Regions from separate parts of the Oryctolagus cuniculus genome. Here region 2 is linked to region 1. The links are chromatin contacts, called in public Micro-C maps. All regions are on one chromosome and are shown on one strand. The core of a region is the stretch at or near the end of the contact, and the rest is flanking DNA. Distances in the headings are between cores, read along the strand shown.

Region 1 (7,330 bases), core at 2,089-4,588:
TCTTCTGTGTCTTAAAAATCTTATTAACCAGAGTGCTGGTTACGTGAGTACATGCATACATATACTCAAAATTCATGCAACTGGACAGCTACAATATATGTACTTTGTGTCTAGTATACACCCATTTTGAAAAAGTAAAAGCAAAACAAAGAAAAAGAAATCTCCCTCTACAAGCTAGCATCTTCTCATTCATTTAAATATGTATCACACAAAGCCACTTCTTTCATGTAGCCCTCCAGGACTTCTCCTTTCCTCTGCATCTGCGCAGACGGGCCTCCTGAACTCGGGAGTCCAGAGAGCGCCCCCAGCACAGAGCCACACGGTTTATATACCCGCAGCGACCAATCAAAAGCACTATAATGTCCATGCACACAGCAGTCCAATCCGTGAGCTGATCATGTGAAAGGCATGCGTCCTCTATCCAATCAGCTACGGGATCACATGGGAGGCATGCACACAGCAGTCCAATCCGTGAGCTGATCATGTGAAAGGCATGCGTCTTCTGTCCAATCAGCTACGGGGTCACATGGGAGGCATGCACCTCGTCGCCATTTTGTTGTTTACTTCTTCAGCAGTTCCTTTCCCTGTCAGTGTCATCTTGTTCACCCTGAGGGGGACGACGTCTCACTCCTTTTGTTCCCCTGGAGGGAGAGCGGCGTCCCGCTTCCCACACCGTTATCTGAGTATTAGGAGGCATACAAACTGGGTTAGGTCTTAGCACAGCCAGGCACAAGTGTCGCAGCTAGCTAAGCATAGGGTCCCTTATTTTTATAGCTGCACCTAATTTTAGCTCTGGGGGAAAAAGTTTAGGGCTATAATTTTTAAACTTTAATTTTATTTGGGGCAAAGGTGACTTCTTGTTTTTAATAGTGTTAGCTTAAGTCACTCCATCTTGGTTTGAATTTTAAGGTTCTTCAACAGAGAGAAAGGTCTTCCATTCCGAAATGGCCACAATGGTTGGAGCTGGGTTGATCCAAAGCCAGGAGCCGGGAGCTTCTTCCAGGTCTCCCAAGTGGGTGCAGGAGCCCAAGCACCCGGGCCATCTTCCGCTGCTTTCCTAGGGCATAGCTGAGAGCTAGATCGGAAGTAGAGCAGCCGGGACTCGAACCAACGCCCATATGGGATGCTGGCACTGCAGGCAGCGGCTTTACTTGCTACGCCACGTCACCGACCCCAATTTATACTCCAATTAAAATGCAGCAGAATTCAAATTTCCTGCCATCTTTACAAGCACTTGGTATAATCAATCTTTTTCACTGAAACTATCTGGTATGAGTGCAGTGGGTGGGTGTGTGTGGGGGGATCTCCTTGTGGGTATTTTTGTTGTTGTTGTTGGATTGTGTGTTTTTGTACTGTTTTCTGTACTTACCCCTCAAGTATCTCGTATGTTGCCTTTTTATAGATGCTTCTGATTATGTAACTTGATTTTAAAAGTTTGGATTTCAGGTTTCCTGGCTTGCCTCCCCTATTTCCAATATGACATTATGTTTTCCCTTGCAATCTCCCTAAGAGCAATGTAAAACCCAAGCATGTTGATATGACATCATCAGGTCATTGTCTTTTAAGAATGTAATATTTCATCTTTTACAGGGTGACCCTATTCTAGTTTAGAAGGGGAAATAGAAAACAGGACTTGAGAACTTGAAAGAGAAAATTTGGGTCAGTCTCCAGCTTAATGCAGTTTCCATTCTTAGAGCCAACATGCCGTCTAGTCAATGCACAAAGGGAGTCGCTGGGGGAGTGGGAACTGTTGGTTTCATTACATGTTCATTATACCACTGCACTGGGGTGTCTAGGATTTTGCCCTTACGAAGAAATTAAGGGTGTTATGCTTCATTTCCTGTTTTGGAAAACAGAGTCTTTGACTTAAAAGGGGGGGGAGTGTAATTGCTTATTGTTTTTAAAAATTGGGTTGATAATTCATCATATCATAATTAAACCAATTAGAATGCTATTATTTTCCAACAGCTTTAATGAGGTCTTATACTTGGCAGGGAACCTGTGAGACCAAAAAATACCGCCATTTGTTAAAAGATGGAGAAATTCTGATGATGACAAACGACTCTATTAAGTTGCCTTTTGGTTAATAAGATTTATGCATTAATCTAGTTAGGCTTTGTCCCCTCGAGTTTGGCCACCTTCTAAAGTTTTCCAATTTTCTACCATGCCTCTCCTGCTCTCCCACCCCCATCTCCTCCTCAGAGAATTCCTGGCGTCTGAGTTAAAATAGGTGGAAACACTGTCTCTTTCCAGCCGAGGCTCCCCAGCTTGGTTGGAATGCTCGTCTGGTTGTAATAGAGCCTGCTTTTTGGCCAGCAACTCTTAAAATAGCTCCTCGGCTTATAAAGCAGAAAATAGAAGCTTGGGCAGCCCGAGGGTTGCTTACTTGGTGCTTCTGGCCGCTGGCTTTTGGGGGCACTGTTGCTCCAGCCTGAGAGCTCAGCAGGGCCCTGGTGAGTGATGGCTCTCCACTGCGCAGTTTGGGATCTGCACTCCTTGTCAAGTAATCATTACAAATGTTTCGTGCAGGAGCAAGCAGGCTCTGAGCAGAGGTCTGCCTCGCTGAAGAAGCCAGGGCCTGAGGGGTGGGGATTGGTCTGTCCGTGGTAAAATTTTCCTCTTCAACAGTGTAATTAAGTGCTAATTAACTAAATGAGTGTAAACGTTGAAGGCCGAGATAAATATCTACATTTCCTTAATCTATTTTTTTCCCTTCTAAAATTTGATAAAGGAAATTTGGATTTAATGGGGGATATATGTCATTTTTTTTTTTTAAAGATTGCAAATCTGTTTAGAAGGGACTCAGATCCACTGGTTTGGATTTCTACAGGATAAGTTAACAGCATATAAATATAGAAGAGGGACGATAAAATGCGGATGCGATATTGCCATAATTATGTTAAGGAGGCTTAGCGGAGCTACCTTTTGGAAACATCTGGTTTGTTTCTGTTCTTTCCACATCCTGCAGATGTTGCTGAACCCATGAGATATACTGACAGGAGAATACATTAGCCCATGAAGTCATTCCAATGAATAAAGCAAAGGGTAGCCTCTTAACTTTCTAAAAAATCTAGTTAGAAAAGAATTCTGCTTTCAGAGCAGGCAGAGATTAGGCCAATAATTGAGAGGGGCCCAGGGCCTTCTAAAAGTGTCAATAGTGATCTGTTCTTGCCAAAGGGGAAAAGAGGCGCTTTGTGGAGGGCAGCCAGAGTAATAAATGGGAATCTTTGTAATTCAAGCACTTTCTCATTACCTTCCTCGGCTAGTGATTAGAAATGGGGCGGAAAAGGGGGCGAGGAGGCCCACTCCCGTGCTTGGTCACGGAGCTGAAGCTCCGGAGTCCATCTGGTCTCCAGTTCCCCTGCCTCTCCACGTGAGAGCCAGAAGCAGGTACATCTCCTCGGGAGATGATGCGTGGTCGAGGTGCCATCTGTGGAGTGGTGCTGACGACAGCTGCGTGATGCCTGGCAGTCCTGTGTCAACGCCCTCCCCAGCGGGAAAGGACAGCGGCAGGCACACGTCGGCTGAGCCTTCAGACGGCACACACAGACAGCCCAGCGGGGCCAGTGTGGGAGTTGGAGTTTATTAAATAGGGGGTGGTTTCCTATGAGATTAGCACCCTGAAATTAATGCAAAGTTAGGAAATATTTTGGCTTGCAGCCCGCTTGGCAGAAGGATCAGCAACCTGGAACGGTCAGAAGGCTGAAGCCTTAAAGGGCCATGTCATGTTTAGTCTCTGGCCAGCCATGATCTTTAAATTTCCCCACATTTACATCACTCCTTTGGGCTACATCATGATGCATTCAGAAGGCCTCTATTAAAAGCTGGAACAAATGCTTTCTGGCCACTAGCCTGGCAGACAAGAACACGCTCACATAAAGCCTTTGGTGAAAATCTAGTGTTTCTGTGGTTTGGCTCTAAGTTTTTGACCTCTGCTTGCTGATCTCCAGTCCTATCTGCCCTTGTCCTTTTGGGGGAAAAGCAAAGAATCTCTACCATGACTCACAAAAGACTAGTTCTTGCCTGGACTCAGTAACTCACAGTACTCCTGGCTTTGGGTTCCTGGGAAGGAGTCTCTGCTGCTTGCGGCTCATACTTTCCATTTTAGCAACAGTTTTGTAGGTGGCTCCACCAAGCACCTAGCTCCTAGCTGCGCCATTTCCCCCAGCCTCTGGGTCATGAGAAATCTTATTGAGCTCATCAAAGAGCGCTGCCAAATCAGGGAGTGTGTTTAGCTTCCTTCCAGCCCTCCCTGCACAGCCCCGCACCCAGAGTTACAAGGCCTTTCGTTGCCTTTGCAGTTGGATAATTTCTGTTCTTGATATTTTAGTCATACTTCCTAATGTTCCATTGACAGATTAAACCCAGTATTACCAGCTTGCTGCTCTTTGGGAGTGTCCATCACTAATATAAACCTTGCTCCTTAAGGAAAGAGGTTTAGCCTCTTTGTCATTATCATTGTGATAATTTTTAACATTCATATCATCTTTTGGGTTACTAACATGGTTTCGCATCTTTGTTTCTGCTTTTCCTCACAGAAATGATGACAATAGGCCTGGCAGAAATTTGGATGTTGAGATTATAGGTGCCATATACCCACTGGAACTGGATTCAACTGGATTCAACTCATTTAGAATCTGTGTTCAGCATTTTTCCTGAACATAGCAAGGCCTTACTAATACTTCAGCATGGTAGAAACTTATGAAGACAGTCCCGAGAATGGGAATATTCTTGTAGAGCAGCGTAGATATAGAATGGGAGAAAATAGGTCAAGTGTAGGTATGCCAAGAATGGAAAATCCAGACAGAAGAAAAAGGGAGGTTACAGCTGTTTTTCCTTACAATGTATTTTGCAAGATTTCAATGAGTATATGTTATGAAAACTGTTCTATAGCCAAACAGGCTTGGTAAATATTATATTAAACAAAATCATGAAAGTGCTTCGATTATAACACACTCAGAGCCTTTGACACACATTATCAATTCTCAAGGCAGGAATCAGATGTGCTGTGAGCATTTGGCAAACATATTTGACCCAAGGCCCATCTTGAGTTGCTTCATGAGATCATACTTTCAGGAAGGCACCATTATTTACTCCCTGAGAGCGTGGGCAGATGGGTCACAGAGGGAAGACTGAGGACTGTTCATAAGTCAGGAAGAGATCTAGAACTCATGTTTATTCTGCTGTCTAATTGCAGAATCAAATAATTTGATCACCCAATCTAGTAAGTACGTCAGTATTTCAGTTGCAAAGTTTTATCGAAAGAGGAGCTGGCAACACTGAGGGAGATAAGAAAGCAAAAAGAACAAAGGCAGGCATAGGAGAACAGATTTTAGTTTCTAATGAACTAGTCTTAGCTATGTGACCTTGGCCAAGTTCTTTTTTTAAATCCTTATTTATTTATTTTCAATTTATTTGAAAGGCGGAGAGAGAGCTCTGTCAACCTTTGGCTTACTCCCCAAATGCTAGTAACAGCCAGGGCTAAGACAGAAGCCGGGGGCCTGAAATTCAATCGGGTTTCCCACATTGGTGATAGGGACATAAGTACTTGAACCATCATTTACAGCCTCCCATGGTGAGCATTAGCAGGAAGCTGTATTGGAAGCAGAGTAGCCTGGGGCTCAAACTCTGATATGATATGTGGGCATTCCAAGTGGAGACTTAACCACTGTGCAAAATGCTCACCCCTTGGTCAAGTTCTTTTACCATCTGGACTTTGATTCCCTCAGCTGAAAAATGAGCAGAATGGACTGAGTCGTTCCTTCCAGATTAAAATTTAATGATTCTCTAAATAAAAGTTATATGTTATAAAGGATACCATCAGAAGTTTAAGGTACAGACAGACTAGGGAGTTGTTTTCCTGTGGCATGCTGTGAGATGCTAGTTTAGCATGGCTAGAGGGGCAAAGTTGGAAGCTGGGTACAGTCAAAAGCCATTTGCCCTCTGGATGCCAGCAAAACCAGGAGCAGGCCATGCTACACCCAACATTCAAATCAACCTTCAATTGAGGCTGCATGGTACCAGGATCCCTGCCTGAAAGCCAGAGAAGAGCCACTAGATGGTCACGGGCATTGAAGGGAAAATAGCAGTACAGCATGCATACCAGCAATATAGCAGGCATCTGAGGAAAAAGACCCATGTTATTCTAATGAGAAACGAGGCAGATTAATCAGTGAAACTGCCAAGAAGGAAGAGAAAGTCATCAAAGAGATGAGGAGACTCAGTATCTCCTTCTCTCTCTCTCTTTTTCTCCCACCATTTCTCTCTGCCTCTAAAATAAATAAATAAAATTAAACAAAACAAAACAAAACAAACCCTGAAGTACTGAGCCTCTTGGACATTGCAGCTGGCAAAGCTTCTCTGTTGTACAAATACCCACAAGTTTCTTGCTGATAAGATACACAAAGGAAGGCAACATGGTTACCATAATAGCTCTAAGTGTGTGTGGTGACTTCTAGAAGGCAGTTTATGGATTCTATGGCAACCTTACAGGGCTCAGCCAGCCCCTACCTGGACGTCTCTTGCCTGGGTAGGAGAGGACAGGAGCCTCAGCTACCACTGTGTAAGTCCGCTCAGTGCACAGGTGTTCTTTGTTGTGCTCCTCTCATCTCATAAAACCCTGCAACATCTAAATGAACCTGGGGTGGAGGCTCTCGTTATTCACCCCTTGGTTTCAGCAGCTCTAGAATTCTTCAGCAAGCCTGACTCCTGGAAATTGTCTGCAGCAATTGAGTCTACATGAAATATGGCAGGAAAAGCATCCTAAAGGAGGGCACACAGACCAAGAACAAGCTCATTTGTTGCATTGGTTGTCTTCTATAATCATTCACTACCAACATGCTCTTTCCATGAGCATGGCACCAGGCTGGACCATGGTGAAAAAAATAGCGCAGCCATGACCCTGTCTACCTTTGAAGGTTTAATAAGGGGCATATCATTGTTTAAACACAAAGCAGTATTTTCTTAGGAAGTCCCTTGGGAGGCAATATACTGCTTGGTTTGTATAGAAACAATCCTATCTCAGATTATTTCTAGGGAATACCAGCATCAAGCTAAAAAGTAAAAAAGTCAGAGAACCAACTAGTCATTTCTGAACACCTGGATCCTTAGCAGCACGGACAAAAAACATCTGTTCAGCTGGTTGGCACTTAAGTCTTGGAGAAAATTATGGTTTCTTACCACCATAGATATCTGAATTCCTATGAGTAAATGGGTGAGAGCAGCCCCTACAAACTCATCTCATATGAGCTGGCTGGAAGGTCAAACATGCTTTGCCCTGAAACTACAAATCTGTCCTTGGGGAAAAGATCAGCTTTTCCTTCCTGCCTCC
Region 2 (7,330 bases), core at 3,270-5,769, 1.1 Mb after region 1:
TGACATTTTTATCAAATGAAAACCAGACAGAAAGGTGCACAAAAATCAGTTCACTTCTCTTTAATCATAGCAGCATATTCGTATTAGAAAAGTTGCCTAGAATTGACTTCCTGCTCTGGTGTGAATCCCGGTAGTGGCTGACTTGGCAAGGTACGCCCTGAGTTGTGTGAAATACTGCAGGTGCCAGTTGCAACAAAGTCACCATTGTCTTTCTGTAATGAAGTCAGTTTCAATAGCCAAGTGTCCAAAAGTGAATCCCAGCGTGCGTGGTGGCCAGAAGGTCAATTATTGCAGGGTGTCAGACAATTGGGATTGCATTACTACCAACCAGGTTGCTTTAGTTTTGTTTTTAATAACGCAACACTAGCCCATTAGAATAAAGAGAACATATGACAGCAAACATTGAATCAGACATTGTGACACAATGACAGATCTAAATTGCCACAGTTTATTCAGAGTCCATAAAACACTGACCCTGAATCATAAAAAGCATTTTACATACAAATTCCAGATGATTACCATAGAGGAATTTTACTTGAAGCACGTAGCTATGTCTTAAAATATATATATGTGTGTGTGTATATATATATATATATATATATTTTACTATTCTGAGAGTCCAACTCTTGTGGTGGTTATTTTAGCCAATTCTCAATTTTTGTGCTGAGCAAAGTGGATATTGAACCAGCACACTTTAGTTTTTTCCAAGCAAACTCCAGAAAAATACATTTTATTTTAAATAAGATTGTATGGGCATGTGCTCAGATTTCACATTTATATGCTCTTCTTAATCTCCAGGGATTCTCTCCTAACACCAAAATTCTGTGATTTTTGGAACTTTATTTTGTGACAATGAAGCAGAATTTTTCCTAAAACCAAGAACAGAGCAAATAACATGACAGGAAAAAAATTAGAATAGTAAAATACTGTTATTATAAATGTCTATTAAAATGTCATATATTTTGCTGAGTTTTAAAAAATAATTCATCACTTCTTTTTTAAATTCTTACTTTTTCCTTTAATGAATAACGTTTCATTTAGGGCAAACAATTATTTTAAAAGGCTGGAAACATGGGTTGAAATGTTATAGAAATAATGATTGTTTGAATGCTATACTTCAAAGGATTTCAAAAGTATTCTCTTTGTTTTAATCTGTGGGTGAATAAGTACATCTCTTTGTTGCAAAATCAGAGAATCCCAAACACTTAGCATTTCTTGGCATCAATTCTTGTTGCCAAGGCACCAAAAGTGGGTTTAAAAGTACTAACATTATTTCATGTTTTTAACTTTCTATATAGAGTCCTAAAAGGACAGTAGATATATATTCTCTTACCTGACATACACAGACAAATCCAGCTGCTCGGACAAAAAAATTAACTTTTTAAAACCTAACTTGATAGCTACAGATGTTTTAATCTTTGGAAGCCATTACAAGTTCATTTTCCTTTCAGCACTAATTATCCATAATGACCTCCACTTACTTTATACTCTGGAGAAAAGTATATTTGTTTCTATTTTCCAATGCCTTTAAAAATAATAATAGTTTTCATTATTAACAGTAATGGGAAGATTTTCTAATTATTAAAATCCTGGTATGTCTTAAGATTTGTCTCTGGCTATTCTAAAAAGAAAGTCCCTACATGAATAAAACTGTTGCATAAATTCCCCGAATAATAGCTTAATTACTTATAAACTCTGGAAACAATTAGTTTATCATCCTTTGAAGTGAGTGAGGCAACTTGCCAGGCTCAGAGTAAAACGCTTGTCACTTTTCATGTAATGAGCTTAGTTTCTTTTTGTTATTTTAGATTATTTTGAAAAGGAAACTCGGTGGAATACGGTGTAATGTTCAAAGATTAAAAGTTGAATCATTCACTTCGCACATGGCCTCTGCAATCACACTTAATAAAGTACAGAAAGAAATATTGAAGGCTCTGAAGATGATAATTTATGTGCTTATGGAAATCACTGGAACAGATACTCTGGTTCAAAGATAAAGTTGTGCTTGACTGACACCAATATTGTCAAAGATTGACGAGGACTGTCCTCGCTTTCGGCCTCACGGTGCCATCCCTCACGCAAAGCACCGCATCCCAGGAGCGCCGGGTGGCCGCCCGGAGGCTTTGCCCCTCACCTCCCTCCCCGCAGCTGCCACCTCGGACCGCCTCGGGGTCTCTGCCCCCTCCCCACACCTTTCCCCCTCACCCCACCCGTCGGTCCCGCCCATTTCCTGCGCGCCTCTCGCTTTCCCTCCACGGCTCACGGTCAGGTGTTTCTTCTCTGGCCAAACATAGATCAAAAGGAGTTCTGAATGTAAGTGGTTATTCTAAGAGTGAAACACTAGACTCGCGTGTCTGAATGGTACCCCCCAAAATGAGGAAGGAAAAAAGAGTATCACCAGAGAATGCTGACTTCATCTAGGCGGGCCGGGGAACCTGCCAGAGCAGTCGCGGGGCGCAGGCGGGGGCGGCCGTGGGTGCCGCCGTGGCGTCAGGTGGAGCCTGCACCTGGGGCCGCCCGCTCCCGTCCGACCTTGGCGGGACAGGAGCAAGGTCATCCTTCATTCCATCATCTGACTACCCAGAGGGGTCTCTCCAGGCCCCCCGGGAAGGGACATAATGTAGGCCGAGAAAGGCGGGCTGGTCTCCGGAAGCCGGGATGCTCCCGTCGGCTCCGGCCCCTACGGGGAGGCCGGGCGGGAAACTTTGGGGAGCGTTTTTGCGTATTTCAGCCTTGTAGTTTCCTAGTCTGCTCCCGAGCTGGAAGGCAGAAGGACAACTCACCCGTCCCTGCATGGCAGGCATCCCTTTAAGCAGCCCCAGCCAGTCAACCCACGGTGGGGATGCGTGTTGCACTTTGCGTGCCCCGCGCCCGGTCCCTCCGCAAACCTATCTGTCAAGGAGTAGGGAGTTGAGACATGACACGTTAATGCTTTTATCAGGGGACGCTCTCTGCTCCACGGAAAGGGAGGGAGGCTGGGAGGCGAGCGCGGCCGAGGAGGAGCGGAGGCAGCACTCGGCGGCTCCTGCGGAAATTCATATTCCGTGTATGTTCCTCCCTCACCTGAAATAAATCCTGCAGGCCTACCCACACAAACCCCGCGGCCCTTATTTATTTGCATGTCATGCTTATAATACGGCAGAAAGCAAGACGGATCTCCGAGGAGAGGCGGGGATGGGGCTCACCTTTCAGGCTCGCTCTCTGAAATAAAAAAGAATTGACCGGCTGGGCGCCTCAGAATTTATCTTGAGTTTGTGGTCATTATCTCTATTATATAGCCCCGGCAATAAATAAATCGGGTGGTTACTACCCAACAATAAAACTGTAGTGTATGGGACACCTTACTATTACTTTCTTAATAATCTGCCGTTTCTTTCCCTTTAAATCTTCCCAGTCTTGTCTTCCCACCCGTCTACAAGGATCTATCTTCACCCCCGGAGGTACCAGACCGTTCGGATCATTTTTATATTTTGTGAACACAATAAGTTTTCCTGTCTAGACTTTCTGTTTTTCCTCCCATTTGGAGGCTGCCTAATCTGCTTCAAGACAAAGGGTCGGCCCAGATCAAATGTCTTTCCTCCCCCTCTCTTTATTTTAAACTCTTTGTGCGTCCCTGAGAAGGAAGATCGCCCCCCTCGCGGCAGCCCCAACCGGGGTCGCTGGACACAAGGGAGCCACGCGGGCTGCGGGGGCCGGGCGCGGGGAACGCGGTCGGTGCCTCGCCGGGCACGCCCCTGGGCGCGCACCGAGTGCGCGGGTCTCGTCGAGGAAGACTGCCCAGAGCAGCTGTCGCCCGGATTCGTGACCATGCGCGTGCCTGCCCCTCTAGGGATTCACAAGGGTCCCATGCTTCTGACTTCTCCCGGCTCGCCCTGCACCCGGGCACAGCGCGCCTCCCGCGGACGCGAGCGCGAGCAGCCTGGACCCGCCTGACAAGTCGGTCCTTGCTCCTCCGCGGGCTCCCCGGGGTCTGCGGGCCTTAAAAAACCCCCACGAGGGTTGCTTGACCCCGGGAGCAGGAGCAGAGATGGGCGAGGGTGGGGGAGGCGCGCCTGGCGGTTCGCAGACGGGCGCGCGAGCCGGTGAGCCTGAACTCACACCTGGGGCTCGCCTCCTGCGCGCGCCGTGACCCTCTCCCTCCGCAGCCGCGACCCCCAGGCAGGCGCGAAGCGCAGTCTGGGCCTGGCCTGAGCTTGGCGAAGCCCTTAGGGGCCCTCAGCCCCTGCGGGAAGAAGGAGCCCAGTCGACGTCCGGCCGGCGCCTTCCCAAGCCACCGCCGCACTGGCTTTCACTCCAGCGCGGAAAGTGACGCGGACCCCGGAATGACCGTCTTATCCGCCACGCTGGGGCAACCCTGGGAGGGCGCAAGGGAGGATGCGAGGTTCGAGGAAGCGACCCAGGGGCAGTGGGAAGGCTGGAAAAGAAAACAGACAGACCTGCGTGGGTGCCCCTTTTGTCTTTTACACTACTGGTCCCAAGAAACCAACTTAGCAGCAACAAGCCCCCACCAGGCTTGTTTGTGTTTGTGTGCCTTAGATCAGAGGGCTCAAGACCAGACTTCAAGACCGCGGCGAGGCCACTGGCAGTGGCGGGGACGCTGAACTTCTCACCTTTCTGAACTCAGTAACAACCCGTCCTTCGGAAGATCCACGCCGCCGTGTGTGCGTGCGCGCGCGCGTGCGTGTGTGTTTCGCTGCTAATTGCGTTTTGCTGTGATGATCTTTTACGACTAGAAAACAAACGGCTGGGAAAATATTCACATTTAGGACAGAAAACATTTTTTATTTATATCTCTGACATTTAAAAAGAGCAGAATTAATTTGCCCTGTCTACATTAGCATTGAGAGAAAGTTTCCGAAATCTACCCAGGGGGAAAGGAGGGAAAAAAGAAAGCGAAGGAAGGAAAAGAAAAGCTAGCCCTGGTTTTTCTTATTCCAGATCTGTAATCAATCATTGAAATAGGAGGCAGGAAAAATTGTAAAGATTCGATAGATTAAAATGCAAATGAAAGGTAGAAAAAGAAACATTAACATGGCGATCAAAGATTTAATAACCGTAAATCAAGTTTTTTTCTGTTGCAGCTGCAGTTTGTGTGTGTGTTTATGTTTTAATCATGTTCGTTCCATAAATAAATAATTTCTGAAACGAGACTAATTTTTCATTATTTTAACCGTGGGCTATAATACTAAATATTAAAAATAGAAAGCATACACGACTCCAGATCCCCAACCAAAGAAGAGAAAGACTTGTGTTGATTGGTTAAAATCAAGTGGTTTCATTTGTGTGTTTTGAAAATTATGCTAAAAAAATTCTATCTCAACTGACAGAGCCCAAAGTTTTATTTTCCCTTTAATATTTTATGTTAACGACAAGATACCATTTATATTGAATGTATTCGACGCTGCGTTTCCATTTCTGTTTGAGCGTTTTCAAAGAATGAACACTCCAGGAATATTGAAATAATACAAAACATGTATTATTTCAAAGTGATTTGACAGAATTCCTGGAAAATAATACTTTTCAGAAGGATCTGCCCTCTGCTGAAAAATTATGTGATGATTCAACTCAGCTAAAACTTTCTCAGCTTTATCATTAAAGTTCTTTTTCCAGGTGGGAATATTTTAGCCCTTTGTTTTGTTATCACTCACCTTAAGGTTTTATGTCACGGTGTCAGAATATTGGAGCACGTTTTTATTTAAGCACTCATTTTCTCAACTACGGGAAGGCTTTTCATGTTGGTCTTTTAATTTAAAACATTATAATGTTGATTTTAAAATGTCTAGAACTTTGAAAATAAAGCTTACTCTTTCCTTCCTGTCCACCCCTTCCTTCTTCCTTATCTCCCTACCTCCCTTCCCCCTTTCTTTCTTTCTTCGTGGTCTTATTAATATAGGGGACTTCATCTTCAGAAGATTGGAAACTTTTCTTTTTGGAAATAGAGGTTTTCAGTGTTTAAACTAAACTCCTTGTTTAATTCTGTCTTTGAAAGAGTCATCTGCCCTAATTTGTTGAAATAATGAGTTAGAATTGTCTCAATCCTTCCTCTTTCTACAAATTAAGATGATAACCAAATCTGGAATGCACACTTCTCTTCAGAACCTGTAAGTCAGATGTGACCCAAGTGGATGTCCACTCTCCCCCTCCCCCCACCCATCCTAGCCAAACAATCACGTTTTCACTTTGACAGTCCAATAATACATTTAGTTTAAAATTACACTTGGACTTTTCCTCCTTTGTATTTTTTCATTTATGTCAGTGTAACAAGATGACTTGATTTTCATGGGATTACATGCACTCCATTCAGTGTCACTGGGACATTTCTGCTCAACTAAATACTTGCCTTAATAGACGAATGAACTTCTTTTTATTTGCTGGAGTTTGTAGATGATTTTAGATACAGAGTGTGCAACTGATTTAGTTATTGTTGTGAGAATCAAGCAGGCACAAAAGTCATCTATCTAAACCGAAGAGATATGACTGAAAAAGGGAGAAGCAAGGGCAGAATCATGGGGAATTATTTCAGTTTATAGCTCTTATTAATTAAACCGGAAATGGTTTTATTCGACCCTTTTAGTGCCGACCTTGTTAAAAGCTCTTAGCTACCTTTCTTCTCCTCACTCCCAATTTTTTCATTCATAAGGTCCTCTGTTGATGAGGGTTGCTTTTTTTAGATTACATCATTCAGCATTTACAGACTAAATATGCGTCTTGCGACGGTCGCACTCCTCCCAGAAAAAAAAAAAAAAAGAAGTAGAAGAAGAAAAGAAGAAGAAATGCTTTCCTCATTCAGTTTCAGCATTTTGTTTCGTTGAAATGCAAGACAGGTACTTGATTTAGCATTTAAGCAAAAGGTTACACAAACCGCGTTTTAGAAAGTGTTGGGACGTCGGACAGGGTCAGCCCCAGATCAGATCATTTTTTGAATGCAGACCTAAAGATAATGAGTACTTGTTGTATTAAAGGGGACAAACAGTACTTCGGCTTCCTCTGACCCCAGAATGCACGGCTTGGTTTCATTGATCATCCTCCTTTATGAGATAATGCAATTACAAACATCAATAAGGGGCTGCAAGGGGAATCATTATGCGGTGACAGTGATAAATGACGGTGCAGAAATAGCATGCTTTTTCCCCCCTAACAATCCCGGAGCCCAGGGGCTCCGGGGGCTGAACACAGTCGCCAAGGAAACAGATGACATCCCAAACGGCACCAAAGGAAAAAAAATGAACAGTCTTTCTTTGCCTTTCACTCTTTTCCGTCTTCCAAAGAGTTAGTTTTGGCTGTAGCAGCAGCTGCCACACAGGCATTTCGTTATTTCAGACATTAAAGA

What was found. A called contact is a pair of places that touch in the nucleus more often than the background predicts.
Region 2: a contact with region 1 is called in a Micro-C map of ear pinna, with 5 times the contacts expected there. The contact joins two enhancer-like sites. A contact is called at or near these places in 2 of 6 Hi-C or Micro-C datasets (ear pinna and psoas muscle).

The regions. Positions count from the first base shown.
Region 1 is chr2:134,988,188-134,995,517 of mOryCun1.1, forward strand. No RefSeq gene overlaps it. Among named protein-coding and RNA genes, the nearest start is that of ETAA1, 250 kb to the right of the region's middle. Within about 2 kb of position 3,339, at least 3 of the 8 cell types and tissues checked have an H3K27ac peak or open chromatin away from gene starts, as enhancers often do. A contact at or near this core is called in ear pinna, where this site is marked.
Region 2 is chr2:136,079,207-136,086,536 of mOryCun1.1, forward strand. No RefSeq gene overlaps it. Among named protein-coding and RNA genes, the nearest start is that of MEIS1, 150 kb to the right of the region's middle. Within about 2 kb of position 4,520, at least 2 of the 8 cell types and tissues checked have an H3K27ac peak or open chromatin away from gene starts, as enhancers often do. A contact at or near this core is called in ear pinna, where this site is marked.